2 separate regions of the Mus musculus genome follow, and region 1 is linked to region 2. A link is a contact called in public Micro-C data. All regions are on one chromosome and are shown on one strand. Each heading gives the region's core, a stretch centred on a gene start, on an enhancer-like site or on the middle of the called end of the contact. The rest is flanking DNA. Distances are from core to core; before and after follow the strand shown. Region 1 holds the start of Clec2l (C-type lectin domain family 2, member L). Region 2 holds the start of Kdm7a (lysine (K)-specific demethylase 7A).

Region 1 (4,160 bases), core at 1,136-3,635, 540 kb after region 2:
TCTGATTAGCACCGTGAGGTGGAAATCTTGCCATGGTTCACAGACGAGAAAGGTGGGGCGTAAATAAGTGAAGCCTACCAGCTGGGACAGTAGCTCATGTTGACCATCTCTCTGCACCTCACCAGACTATTCTAGGATCTCTGTGAGGGCTGGATATGCCCAGGGCCTAAGATGGTGTCTTAGCACCATAGAAAGAACAAGCCAGCTTAAAGGCCCCATATGGTGGCAGCCACTGATGAGAACAAATCCCAAGCCCCTGACTCTCCTCTTTGAATGGAGGTAGGGCACCAAGAGAACTAAAACAGAATAGTCATCAGGCCAAGACACCAAGCCCCCGAGAGCCATGGTGGGGGTTCAGGGGCAGGGAGAGGGCTCTTATGTGCACCAGAGGCCAAAGGAAGAGCAATGGCAATATCAGTGATATCAGTGGTCCTAGTTCAGATGACACAAGGCTGCACTACAAGAAGATGCCAAGAAGGGTGATGTGCTGGACCACCACAGAGAGAGGCCTGCTTTCCTCCATCCCAGTGTGTGACCAGTGGACAGGCAGGGTCAGTCAGCCATACTGGCAGTAGGAAGGACAAGAGTCAATATATTCAGGGCCAGAGATAAAGCCAGAGCCAGCCAGCCACACTTCCCTGAAATAGCTCTACCCAGTGGGGTTAAGGGTAAAGGTTAGTAGAGCTGACCCTTTCAAATACCCCCCCCCAAAAAATGAAGAAATACAGACTAGGGAGGGAATGACATAAGAAATACCATTGGTAGGAGGCAAGCTTAGGTCCCTGGGAAAACCCAACCACTAACCAGAAACATGCATCCCAGAAGGGCTGATTGGCCTTTAAGCCCACCCAAGCTTCTGGTGGTCCTTTGTAATACCTTGCATCCGGGGAAACTGTGTCCTCACCTCCATGGTTCCTACCCACTATTAGACTTCCTTAGAGTCTGCACAGCCCTCCACAGGCAGTGCCTGGCCCTGGCACACAGACTTCAGCCAAAGGTTCTTCATGCTCTGCTGCCCCATCGCCTATCTGGGCACAGGTGGCCTTGTCCCTTCCAGGCCACCACCCACCTTCCTCACTACGCAGCCTTCCACAGCAGGTCCTCCCCATGGAGATCTGCTGACTTAACCCCTCGGCAGCACCTTCAAACAAACAAAACAACAACAAACTTCTGTAGCCTGGCCTGGGTGGTCTCTCAGATCTCTTGCTCATATTCTCTCTCCCCCTCCATCCCTCTTTTCTCATGCCCTCATCAGCACCCAGCACCCTAGGGTTCAGTTATCCACAAGGAACTGGCTAATTCCAGCCACCTCCTGTCGTCATTCCTTGACCTAGTGCACCCTCTCCTGTCTGTTCCACACCCCCAAAAGATGTCCTACTCTGAGATGCCCTCCTCTGACTCAGCCCCTAGTTAACGCTATCCAGTTCCTACTAGGTAGAAGCGTGAGAAGTACCTGGAAGCTGACCCTCCCTGTGTCCAACTCCTGCATCTCCCGAGCAACACTCACCACTCACTGGACGCCAACCCAAGTTTCCTAAAACAGTTTGTGAACTGAATGAAGTCTCTTCGCTCAGTGTCTTCTAGATAGCCTGAGGTCACTCCCTGAGCCAGTATAACAAGAAGGAATTGGTGGCATCCCAGAATGGTTAGGAAAGTCCTCTGGGGTTTCCTCTCCATCAACCCCATCACTAGCAGGGCGCCCCCAAGGTGCAGGGAATCAAAGCTTTTGCTTTTATGAGGCACTAAATGTTTTCTCTACTAGAGATTCAGGCTGCCACGAAGGTGCTTCACTTTCGGACCCAACTAAGGTTTGGAGCATAAAGCTTGCTCCAAGGTCAAAGAGGGATTTGGCAGCAAAGATTTGTCAAAACAATGACCTGAGGTGGTCCCCAGGGACCCCTTTCCCCTCCCATAGTGACATCTGCCTCCCCTGATACTAACGAATCCCCCTGATCCATTCCTCTGCGAGCTGTCAAGGTGACTGGCCATTTCCTGGGTCTTGACTCAGGGACCGGGGATGGAAGGCTGAGCGCTTACCCTCCAAGGCCGCCTTCCAGCTGGTGCTGCCCTCGTAGCCTGACCCGGATCGCCTCAGCAGCCCCTCTGGGCCACGGGCCTCTGCCTCCGCTGGAGAGCGCGGCCTGGGCGCAGCGGGCGCGGGACGAGCTGCGGGGGGCGGCGGGCGGGCGCGCGCGGGGGGCTCCCGGGCCGGCTCCATGCCGCGACGCGCGCGCGCTCCTGCACCGGGCAGCAGAGCCCGGCCCCACGCGCACTCCGCGCTGCGCGCGCCCCGCGGGCCGCCCAGGCCGGCTCGGTACTCCGGGACCGCGACGTCCGCAAGCCGGGGCTGAGCCCGGCTCCCGCGCCGGAGACGCTCAGGTCCCCGCCGTGCGCGCCGCAGCCTGCGCGCCGAGCCCCGCGCGGGGGAGGAGCCCGGGCTGCGAGGGAGCCGCGACCGCGGGGCGGGGTTGCGGGGAGGAAAGACAGCCCAGGCCACTGGCCCCGCCACCGGCTCCCTCGCAGCTGTGAGCCAAGGTGCTCCTCCTCCAGAGTCAGCTGCTGGGCATCTTCTAAAGTGGGGGGAGTTTCCCAAGACAAGGACCTGGGAAGGCTGCTCCTGGGGTGCCTTGGAGGCAGAGAACAAGGATGGGGGCTGGGACTTGTCACCCCCACCCCCACCGCATCCCCGACTCAGCGCTGCCATGGTCCAAGGGGACAGGGCCAAGCAGCACTGCAACCAGAGAGCCATACTGACCATCTATTGCGGTTCAGGGACTTTTCTCCACATTTTGTCTCTGTGTGACTGTTAACGTTTGCACATAGAAGCCGGAGGTCTTCATTGGGTATATTCACTCTCCACTTTTCTTTTTATTTTTAAATATAGGATATCACTATGCAGCCCTAGAACTTGCTATATAGACCTGGATGGCCTCTGACTCTAGCCTGCCTCTTCCCCTCAAGTGCTGAGATTAAAGTCATACACCTCCACACTTGATACCATCTTTTTTTTTTTTTTTCTTGAGCCAGGTTCCCTCATTCAACTTGGGGCCCACCAATTCAACTAAAGTGAGCTGGTCAACCTGCTTTACGGATAGGTCTGTCTCCCCACCCCACCTCCCACTTCCCACTGCTGGGTTAGCTGCTCAACACCAATGCAACTTTTTACTTGAGCACTGGGGATCTGAACTTAGTCCTTAGGCCTGTGCCACAAGCACTTTGCCTACGGAGTCATTCCCTCTGCCTCTCTTCTGAGAGTTTTGAGACTGAATCTCACTTATAACTCTGGCTGGCCTGGGGCTCGCAGTAGACCAGGCTAGCCTCCAGCAACTGTCCCCCTGCCTCTTCCTCCCAAGTGCCGGATGACACTCATGTGTCATCACAGCCTAGCTAAGCTGCAGGAACTTGTCACATGTCCCAGCCAGCTGAGAATGGACTTCAGGAAGCCTAGGGCACAGATGGGCCTGGGAGCCCAAGCCAGTCATCCAACTGCTTGGGACACAAAGCAGAAGAATTGAGAGTTCGAGGTCTGCCTGGGTGGGCTACATAGACTGAGGCCAAACTGAAATGTATAGCGAGGTCCTGTCTCAAGAAATAACCAATCAAAAGGGCCAAGGGAGTTCCTGAAGCAGCCGTGGCAGATTTGTGGTTGTCATGGAGATGTGAGGCATCTTGTAGGTCAGATGCCCTCTGTGACCTTTCCTAACCTCTTCTCTGACCTCTAGGAATCTACCATAGTCTCAGCCTCCAGTGTGGGTAATTCTCAGTGCGTGCTCCCACACCCCATGTGTGTGTGTGTGTGTGTGTGTGTGTGTGTGTGTGTGTTTGCTTGTGGATGTGATGTGAGCTCTCAGCTACTACTCTAGCACCAGACCCGCCTGGCTACTGCCATGCTTTTTGCTGTGATGGCCCTGGATTCTAACTCCCTGGAATTGTAAGATCCCTATAAACTCTTTCTTCTATAGGTTGTGCTGGTCATGATGTGTTTTCACAGCAATAGAAAAGTAACTAAAATACCTAGTATGCACAAAGCCCTGGGTTCTACCCCTGAAACCTTATTAATTGGGTGTTATTCAAGGTTATCCTTGATTACATAGTAAGTTCAAGGGCAGTCAGAGCTAAAGACCCTGTGTAGATGATGATAGTGATAGTGACGGTGATGG
Region 2 (4,075 bases), core at 1,145-3,644:
TGTGTGTGTGTGAGAGAGAGAGAGAGAGAGAGAGAGAGAGAGAGAGAGAGCATGGGATTTCTCTGTCTCTGTCTCACACACAATATCATGAAGCACATTTATTTTTCTTTCTTTTTTTTTTTTTTTTTTTTTTTTTGGTTTTTCGAGACAGGGTTTCTCTGTGTAGCCCTGGATGTCCTGGAACTCATTCTGTAGACCAGGCTGGCCTCGAACTCAGAAATTCACCTGCCTCTGCCTCCCAAGTGCTGGAATTAAAGGTGTGTGCCACCAAGCCTGGCTGCATTTATTTTTCAATTCAGGCCAAGAAATGCAAGTTGGCCTATATCTTTTTGACATGCCTTATTAGTTTTTGCTTATATATATTTTTTTATCTGACACAACTAAGGCTTTATCTTGCTTCTTTTTTTCTTTCCCAGTCCTGGAGTGAACTATTTTGCTAAGAAAAATGAGGAATTATATTTAGAAGTCAAACTCTGGACTCAGTGTTCTATGGATTCATTTGCTCACAGATTCTCTGAATGGACAGAGTATGTTCGTACTTCTACAAATAGAGATTGGTTCTGCTATTACTAGTCTACCAGGAAAAGTGCTCTAGTTTTCTTCTTCCATATTTGTAGCTCTCCTTTTCAAGAGGGAGAAACCGAACTCCTGTTTCCTTAGTATAATTACCTATTGAAACAACATGCTGTATATAACCAATCCTCTCTTTATTCTCTACTCGGTGTTACTCTTCTAAAGCCAGGTGTGCCCTCAGAGAACACTGTGTACCAGGCTGCTTTCTGCATGGACGCCCCTGGCTTCCATGAGATAGCTTTGGCTGCCTTTCACTCACTGGTTGTCTTGTGCAGTCCGCACACACCCTCTTTAAGACACATTAAATAAATAACTTCCTTTTGCTTTTCTTCTTTCCCTCCTTTTTCTCTTCTGCCTGAGTGAGGTAATTAAAAGAGGCATTATTAGCTATAATTTTTAATAGATCTTTCAGGAATTTGTTGAGCCACGATACTAAAATTACATATGCTTCAAATTTATTGGGTTTGTGTCAACCATGATTTTCAGGCCTTTCTTTTCTTGTGATGTATGTGAGAAACATACATCTGTGTAGTACAGAAAGGATTGGGCATATAACGGAGAAACAAGTTTAGTTCCAATTCTGAGATTGTGGCAATTTACTCGATTTCCTCCACTAAAAGAAAAAAAATAAAAATAAAAATAAAGGCTAGACTAAACCAGGGAGCGTCACTGCCTGGGGACGGTGAGTTGACTCACCTGTTCATGTTCCAAAACATAAGTTACCCAGGGAGCTTTATTGCTTTCTCTGGATATAAATGCTCACAGAGATTCAGCTTCCAAGTTGATTTGATAATCCTTAACATTCTATTCACTTTTCTCTATTCTAAATTTGTTGGGTAGTTTTATTCCTCAGTTTATCACCTCACATCTGATTCAGCTTCACCTTTGACTAAAAAAACAGTGATGGCCTGTGTTGCGCAGAGAACTCCTAAAGGATTTTTTTTTTCTTTTTGGTAGCATCTCCCTTCCCAGGGAAAAGACGTTTCAAAATTTTCTCCCCACTTCCCCAATTAGCAGAGCAGAGCAGAGCAGTCACAGCCAAGTTGTGTTATTTATAAAAACACCGGTTCTTCATTCCTCTCACCAACCCCATCTCAAGCCTGGTTCCCCCTTGGCGACAGATATTAACGGAATTCCTCCTGGAGACCACGTTCTTCCCCCCCCCCACAACAGCGGCTCCAATCAACACACAGATTTCCAAGTTGCTCTCTGGGAATTTGGGCGCGACGCTTTCGGAAGTTTGAGTGCGTTTCACAAGGCGTTCCTCCACCTCGGGAGGCACAACTGCTTGACGTGTCACCCCGGTCGGGGCCCACGCAGGACGGGGGTGGCATCCTCAGTGGGCGGCTGCTAAGTGACGCGAAGCGAAGCGACCCTGGAGGGCTGAAACTTCCGAGCTTCTCCGCCTCAGAATACAGCCACAGCATCCACCTTTTCACACGGCAGGAACTTCCCCCGCGAGCCTGGGCTTCCACTCGGGGAGCAGTGAGGACGGCGAGACCCGCTCCACGCACGCTCCCGCCGTCCTCCTCCTCCTCCGTCTGCAGTCGCGCGCCCGCCGCCGCCACTGCGGCGCGTGCCCTCACGGCGTCTCCGCCCCCTCCCCGGACCGCCAGCCCCGCTGCGGGTCGCCGCGCAGGTCGCCGCGGAAGGTGCCAGGGAGCGCGCGCGGAGACCGAGAACGTGCGCGGGACGCACGGCCCCGCGCTGAGCGCCGGAAGCAGCCGACGGGCCTCGCGCGTCGCGCGCGCGCGCGCCGCCCCCGCCCCTGAGCCGCGACCTTGCTCGCTCGCGCGCGCGCACTAAGACGCCGCCGCCGCAGCCGCCGCCGCTGCTGCTGCCGCCGCCGCCGCCGCCGGGGCTGCTGCTCCGGCTGCTGCAGGAGGCGGCGCTGGCTGGCGGCTGCGCTCGCTCCAGTCAGCGAGCGGAGGAGCGAGCGTGTGTGTGTGTTTTTTAAAGATGGCCGGAGCGGCGGCGGCGGTGGCCGCGGGAGCAGCAGCTGGAGCCGCCGCGGCAGCGGGGTCGGTGTCCGCTCCGGGTCGGGCCTCGGCGCCCCCTCCGCCTCCGCCCGTGTACTGTGTATGCCGGCAGCCGTACGACGTGAACCGCTTCATGATCGAGTGCGATGTCTGCAAGGACTGGTTCCACGGCAGGTAAATAAACCCCCTCAGTCCCACCGCCGTCGCCTGCGGTCACCGACCAGCCGCTGCCGCTGCCGCCTGCGCCTCCCTCGGGCTCGGCTGCCGCGTCGCTCCCCACGTCCCGACTCTTAGGCACCGAGTGTCCGGGCCGGGTGGAGGCGAGAGCGGGGGCCCCCGGTTGCCCGGCAGGCTGCGGAACGGAGCCGGTGGGCTCGGCCGGCCCGGGCGAAGAGTCGCCACAACAAACAGGAACAAAGGGGCCGGCAGAGAAGTTGGCAGGGGAAGCCCGGTTGAGGGGACGCGGTGGGCGGCACGGCTCGGGTGGCGGAGGAGCGAAGGCAGGCCCGCAGCCCGCGGTCCCCCCACCGCCCTGGCTGCCGCCCACTGCTGTGTCCCGGGCTCCCTTCGCCCCGTGCCTGCCCTCGCCAGCCGCCGCGCTTGCTGCGCTTCCGGGCGGCCGCGGCTCGGTCCGGTCGCGGGTCGCCCCCGCCGCGGGTCCCGTCGCGCCCCCTTCTCTCTTTATCAAACTTCCTCGGGCGGCGGGACGGGGCGGTGGGACGACGGGCGCGAGTAAACAGAGCAACAGATGTGGCACTCGCGAGGTGCGGGGCCCCGTCACGGCACAGTTTGGCCAGCCGCTGGCCCACCCCGCAACACACCCCCTATGGCCGGGGGGGGGGGGCGGGCGGGCCGGGCCGAGGGGACGTCGCCGCAGACCCTCCCGGGCGTCGCTGTAGCGCCTCAAACTTTACAGTGAGTGCGTCTCTGGCGACACCCGGACGGCCCGCCGCGGTGGCCTGGGCACTGCGGCCATCCAACTTTGGGGCGGTGCGGTGGCGGACGATGCCCTCCGATGCCGCCGCCGCCGCCGCACCGCAGGTTTGACGTTTGGGAGAGCTCGGGCCGCCTCCGCAGCCAGGCCGCCGACTCGTGTGTTTTGTAATCAAAGTGTGAGGCTAATAAAGGGCGGCGCCAGAGCCTCTTGACTCCGGCGTGGGAGGGATTCGCAGGCATTTAAACAAAGAAACTAGTTGGGGTTGGGCTCCCAAAGTCCTTATTTGGGTGTTGTGGCAAAGCCTGCGGTCACCTTTAGGTGAGGCAGGTTTTCTGGGCACCGTTGTATGTTGTATCTTGACGAGAGCCCGCTTGGGAGTTAGAGCTGATATGGTGACTGTGGTTGTAGGAAGTATCCTTTGATTGACAGCAGGACATTTAAATACAGCCTCCGCTCCCCCTCCCCAATATTACAGAAACATTGCACCACCAGGCCAGATGTCTTAGTCTCCCTCTACTGGTCTGGGGAGAGAAAACCATTGAAATTACAGGGTTCTTTCAGTGTTGACAACTAACTGCGTAGAGTT

What was found. Hi-C and Micro-C count contacts between places; a contact is called where the count stands out from the background.
Region 1: a Micro-C map of embryonic stem cells shows a contact between it and region 2, with 5 times the contacts expected there. The contact joins the promoter of Clec2l here to the promoter of Kdm7a in region 2. A contact is called at or near these places in 6 of 39 promoter capture datasets (cranial neural crest, hematopoietic stem and progenitor cells, hippocampal neurons and 2 more) and 1 of 484 Hi-C or Micro-C datasets (embryonic stem cells).

Annotation. Positions count from the first base shown.
Region 1 is chr6:38,661,294-38,665,453 of GRCm38.p6, reverse strand. It overlaps Clec2l (C-type lectin domain family 2, member L), which reads right to left and starts at 2,385. Exons shown (of 5, transcript NM_001101507.1): 1 at 2,038-2,385. The coding sequence starts at 2,218. RefSeq lists an enhancer at 271-1,453.
Region 2 is chr6:39,205,092-39,209,166 of GRCm38.p6, reverse strand. It overlaps Kdm7a (lysine (K)-specific demethylase 7A), which reads left to right and starts at 2,394. Exons shown (of 20, transcript NM_001033430.4): 1 at 2,394-2,726. The coding sequence starts at 2,533.